2 separate regions of the Capsicum annuum genome follow, and region 1 is linked to region 2. The links are chromatin contacts, called in public Hi-C maps. All regions are on one chromosome and are shown on one strand. Each heading gives the region's core, a stretch centred on a gene start, on an enhancer-like site or on the middle of the called end of the contact. The rest is flanking DNA. Distances are from core to core; before and after follow the strand shown. Region 1 overlaps LOC107854752 (ethylene receptor 1). Region 2 holds the start of LOC124887153.

Region 1 (3,038 bases), core at 377-2,876, 140 kb before region 2:
TCATGCTGTTCATGAGTTTCTCATCTTATATGCATTGATCTATCTGACATGAGACTGAACATGTAAATACTTAACTAGAGGTGATCATGGGATGTCACTTTTTGAAGAAGACTCGGGCTTCTGCTGAGTCTACAATAGAGTAATGAAGTCAGCATCTTAACTATATTTGGATGTGCTGGCAACATGTACTTAGGAGTTAGGAGTATATGCCTTTTTCTGACAAAAAGGAGACGTTGTTGTCTACAGTCGGAAGAAAGGAGTGACCAACTGGCAAGTAGTACTTTCAAATCCAGTAAAAGGATAGACTGCTCTTTCAAGGCATAAGAAGATGGAGGAAAAAGTGGCCACATGAATGTCTTAATACAAGTCTGGTGTATTTATATGCATTGAATTAAAGGATGTCACAGTCAATCTGGTTCGCCTTGATATATATGTTTTCCCCGAGACTTCCTTTTTCTAGAGCCAGTCATAGAGTCCCTTTTCTCTTATTTCAATTATCCTCTTTCTCCCCGTCCCTCTCTTTTCTCTTGTGATGACCACCTTTATTATCTGTAACCCTAGGTAGTTATAAATTTTAAGGCCAATTGGTTTATTGTCGGTGACGAATTTGAATGAGCGGTGATCCTGCGACTTCCTGTGATCGTAGCTTGCCTTTTCTTTTTTATTTTCCTTAGCTTATTATTTTTATTATTTGTCCTATCTGATGAGAATTGTTTCTGTTTTGTTACTCTTTTATGTAGGGTTAGCAGGATGGTAACCAAGGGTCTGCTTACACACCTTGGATGTGATGTAACAACTGTTGGCTCGCGTGATGAGTGCTTGAGAGTTATTACACAGGAACACAAGGTAGTGTTCATGGATGTTAGCATGGCAGGTATAGACTGTTATGAAGTTGCTGTAGTGATACATGAAAGGTTTGGGAAACGTCACGGCAGGCCACTTATTGTGGCACTGACGGGGAACACAGACAGAGTTACTAAGGAAAACTGCATGAGAGTTGGTATGGATGGAGTTATTCTAAAACCTGTGTCAGTGGATAAAATGAGGAGTGTTCTATCTGAGCTTTTAGAGCATGGAGTTGTACTTGAATCATCATGAACGTAGGAGTTGGACGCGCGTAGGTGGGGGAGGTGTGTGGGGGGTGGGTGTAGGGTAGCTTCATTACCAAGAGAAGTGTATGTTAAGAGACCTCAAGAAAATGTGCAGTAACCATTTGAAAATTCACCCAAATGCACGAGTTGTTGTATATAGTTCCCCGCTTTGGGCAAAAGAAAGAATTTTACTCTTGGCGATTGCACAATATGCCACTGGAAGAAGGTGTATGTATCTGATTAAATGCGATGCAAGGATGATATTGCTGAGGACTTGTAACAAATTTGTAGAAAGGAATTGATTTTTCCAAGTCAATTCATACTTGAAACATTAGAAACATTTGAAAATTTTTCTGGGAAACTGTATTGACTTGGCTTAACATTTGGGGCAAAAACATGATTTGGTCAATAGATTACTCGTTCCTTTTCTGTTTTTTCTATTGCCTTTCACATTTCCTTTTCCTCAGGGGTCAAGGCAAATGTATAGTGTTTTGTGACCCTACTACATAGCAAAGAGTCTGAAGTGAAGGGGGTAAGTTGACTCTATGTGCCAAGGAAGCAACAGCAAATAACACAACTAACTGGTCTTTCAAAAGGGAAGGGGTTCTGAAGTTGAAAGTTGAAACCTTCATCACTTTTCTAAAGAAAAGATATTCTTTTGGGGGGTTAAGGTGACTTTTTAAATTTTATTTTATTATTATTATACAAGGGGAAGAAGGTATTGCGAAGTGGAAAGTAAATCATCACCAACGAACTTACCCTTTAAATCCTTTAATTATCCCTTGTCATATATATACGTACATACATATATATATATACGTGTATATACATATATATCTACGTACATATACATATATATATACATACATATATATATATATATATGTTAACTTACCCTGTCCATCTCTCTCTTAATCTAATTCTTAACAACTTCTTTAACCACACCCCGGATCATTTTTCTGGCAACTAAACTTTTGTCCTTTAATCTTTTGATTTTAGTGGACTACTATGGCCAATCACAAACGAACATTTAAAAGAATCACTTATAGGAGAACAAGAAAAAATAATTAGAAGAATTGATAATATAGAACTAGATATTAAATACTGTAGTAGTAGAATAATTTATTACAAGAAAAATTGTAAAATTACAAGTACTCTAGGGTAACATAACAAAATAGTTTCTTTAAAACACTTTGAATACCTAGATTTACGATTTCAACCTGAAAAGAAATACAGAACATTAAAAGATAATACTGTTATAAAGTGTAACTTTAGTCAAGGAGAGCACATATTACATTCTGAGGATAGACAACATAATACTTTAATAGATTTAATAATAAACCTTAGTGATAAAATTCAAGAAAAAAATAAAATTATAATTAGACAATTAGAAGAAATAGAAGTTACTCAACATAAACAGAAAAAGACATTAGATAAACTAGAACAAAATTTTGATTATTTAAAATCACAAGAATTAAAAATAGATAGAAAACTTCAATACTTAAATACAAAATTTAATTTGGGAAAAATACCTACAAAAATAGAAATAGAAAAATTAATAAAGACTATAGCAGAAAAATCTAAAGATCTAGAAATTAAAATCACTCAATTAGTAACAAAAATTGTAGAACAAATAGAAATCATAAATAAAGAAATAAGTGAGCTAAAAATAATAATACAAAGATTAGAAGAAAGCTCACTTTCATGAATGAAGAAAATATAAATTATAGTAGGGAATTAGAAAAATCAAAAAGCTATCATGACGAACCAGAAGGATTGTCTAGGTATCTTCCTTCAAGTCAGGCAAATAAAATCATAGTAAAACAAAACAATACTATAATAGCGTTATTGTTAAAATTACATTAAAAAAAAATAGATAATATAATTAAGGGTAAAGAAGTTCAAGAACCTAAAAATACTGAGATAGATGAATTAATTACTCAATTA
Region 2 (2,990 bases), core at 288-2,787:
TTTTTATGCACATTATAATTTTTGGAAGGGTGTTTAACCACCCTTCGTTCTGATTTTTTTTCTGAGGATGAAATATATTCATTACGCTGCAGTGTATACAAATTGAAAAAAGTCCGTAGAAACTTTTTTAACGCTAGGAAATTTTAAAGCCTATTAATAGTAAATTTCAATTTTTAGTTGCTTTTTTTTAATTAAATAAATTATAATTATAAATAATGATAATAGTTATAGAAGGCAACTTGAAGGGCAAAACTTATCCGCACTGAGTATTTAGACCGATGTGTCAGTTTTTAAACTACAATTATTTATTCTTATCCACAGTTAACTATTATGTATTTGCATATATCTCAAATATAGAAAATACTATTAAAATAAATCAAGTAACGTCAAACATGATTGCAACTTAACTTTACCTAAAATTCCTTGCATCATCTTTAATTGAATTTTTGTTCTTTAGATTAAATTGGCTAATTCTTAAGAAAAAAAATATGAACATTTGTTAAGTTCGTGAGAAATCTCCAGATTGGAGCGAAATAATTAGATTGTTTGTGTATACATTCAAGGTACATCTATACATTTACTTAACTCCTTCAACTCCTCCCCTCCCCCCCCCCCCCCCCCCCCCCCCCCCCCCTTCCACTTTTTTCCTTCACCCCCCCCCCCCCCCCCCCCCCCCAAAGTTAGGAGCAATGAAGATGTTCTTCATGCCTAGCTTGGACAAAAAATGTGAGTGAGGACCTTGCCCAAGAGCCTTGGTGGTGCATAAATATTGAGCAGTAAGTAAACCATTCTGAATCTTCTCTCTTATAAAATGACAATCGATGTCTATGTGTTTGGTCCTTTCATGGAAAACAGGATTAACAACAATTTGTAGTGCTAAAGTACTGTCAGAATAGAGAGGGACCGGAAGAGTAAGATCCACACCAAGCTCCTGAAACAAACCTGTGAGCCACGCTACTTTAGCAGCTATAGAGGCCATTGCTCTGTATTCATCCTCGGTAGAACTCCTAGAGATTGTCACTTGCTTCTTAGACCTCTAAGATATTAAAGATGAACCATATTGAACTAAGTAACTAGTTATGGACTTCCTGCTGTTGATACAAGCTCCCCAATCGGCATAACAGAAAATATTAAGTGCAGACCCTCCTGCCGAGGACATGAATATACCTAAACCTGGTTCCTTCTTGACATATCTAACCAGTCTTAAAGAAGCCTCCATGTATGATTGCTTAGGAGAATGCATAAGCTGACTCAAGCACTGTACACCAAATGTAATGTCTGGTCTAGTAGTAGTGAGATACAACCACCTTCTAATAAGCCTCTGAAAGACAGCTGGTTCTGTGAGTGGAGGATCAACCTGTATGGATGGCATGTATTGATCAAATTCAGTAGTAGTAAACTTTTTGTTCAATTCCATGGGTGTAGAAACAGGCTTAGCACCAGATAACACCATATCTGCAATAAGCTCAAGAGCATACTTTCTTTGGTGAAGCAATAAGCTCAAGAGCATACTTCCTTTGGTGAATGAGGCTGCCATCCTTGTTCCTGGAAAATTCTAAACCAAGGAAATACCTAAGCTCTCCAAGATCTTTGATTTTAAAAGAAATCTGCAAAGTATCTTTGGTATCCTGAACCATGAGTGGATCATTCCCAGTTATCAACAAATCATCAACATATATTAAGACAACCACTATTTTATCACCATCTTTTCTAGTAAACAAAGAGTAGTCTCTAGTACTTTAGGAAAAACCTAAAGAGAGCAAAGTAGTGGTGAGTTTAATGTTCCATTATCTTGAAGCCTGTTTTAAATCATACAAAGATTTCAATAGTCTGCAAACTTATTTCTTGGTTCCATCAGTACTGAAACCATCTGGTAGATGCGTATAAACTTCTTCATAGAGATCACCCTGTAGAAAGACATTATATACATTCATTTGATGAATTGACCATTGTTTTGCTGCTGCAATAGATATGACAGTCCTTACAGTTGCCATTTTAACTACAGGAGAAAATGTCTCTTGATAATCAAGACCTTCCTTCTGATTGTATCTTTGGCTACCAGTCTAGCCTTTAGCCTTTCCATTTTACCACCAACTTGGTATTTGATCTTGAACACCTACCTACAACCTATAGCCTTTTTACCTGCAGGCAAGTCCACCCACTCCCAGGTCTTGTTATCCTCCAATGCTTGGATTTCTGACTGCATGGCTTGCACCCATCTAGAATCTTTAGCTGCCTCAACATAACAACTAGGCTCAACCTCAGTAGAAAATTTAGATAGAAAACTTTGATATATAGGTAATAAACCACTGTAGTTCATGATAGTGATGATGGAGTATATACATCTAGTGGATGTGTCACACCCCTTTTTCGTCCGAAGGATCGAAGATCAAAGGATTTTTCTAATTAAAGTGATGGTTTTGAATAGGAATTATTTTAGTTATAGATTCGCCACTTGGAATTGAGTTATGATGTTTCAAGTCACCTTATTGAATCCCTAATCAAAAGGAAATGACTCTTTGTTGGTCTTGAAAAATAGAAGACCGGGTAAGAAATTCTGTTGACCGAGGGGAAGGTGTGAAACACCCCTCGAGTCCCGTGGTTCTAGCACGATCGCTTTTATTGACTTATCTTGACTTAAACTATCTTGATAAATATGTTAAAACATAAATTCGCTCATTTTTATTATACTAAAACTTGTCTATTATCTTATATTAAACAAATCAATGAAAATTAATTTTAGAAAAATATTTGTCAAGGTACATACATTATTGCATCACTGAAATTTTAAATGTCTCAGAAAGATACATATGCTGCATTCTAAATTGAGACGAATATTTTAAACATACCTAAAACTTGTCTAGCGTTAAAGGCGTAAGTTAATCTTGATATAAACTTGAGACAATTTTGTCTATCCAATTTTCACTGTTAGTCATCTAATATCTTATACTTAATTAGCACAATAAAACTACAACAAAAAAATCTATTAA

Evidence for each region. Hi-C and Micro-C count contacts between places; a contact is called where the count stands out from the background.
Region 1: a contact with region 2 is called in a Hi-C map of leaf, with 5 times the contacts expected there. The contact joins the enhancer-like site here to the promoter of LOC124887153 in region 2. A contact is called at or near these places in 4 of 5 Hi-C or Micro-C datasets (leaf, pericarp and placenta).

Annotation. Positions count from the first base shown.
Region 1 is chr9:184,003,024-184,006,061 of UCD10Xv1.1, reverse strand. It overlaps LOC107854752 (ethylene receptor 1), which reads left to right. Exons shown (of 7, transcript XM_016699753.2): 7 at 741-1,520. The coding sequence ends at 1,098. Among protein-coding and RNA genes, the nearest start is that of LOC107854748, 5.5 kb to the right of the region's middle. Within about 2 kb of position 1,626, at least 3 of the 5 cell types and tissues checked have an H3K27ac peak or open chromatin away from gene starts, as enhancers often do. A contact at or near this core is called in leaf and pericarp, where this site is marked.
Region 2 is chr9:183,864,636-183,867,625 of UCD10Xv1.1, reverse strand. LOC124887153 reads right to left here and starts at 1,537. Exons shown (of 1, transcript XM_047396341.1): 1 at 1,037-1,537. The coding sequence starts at 1,537. The coding sequence ends at 1,037.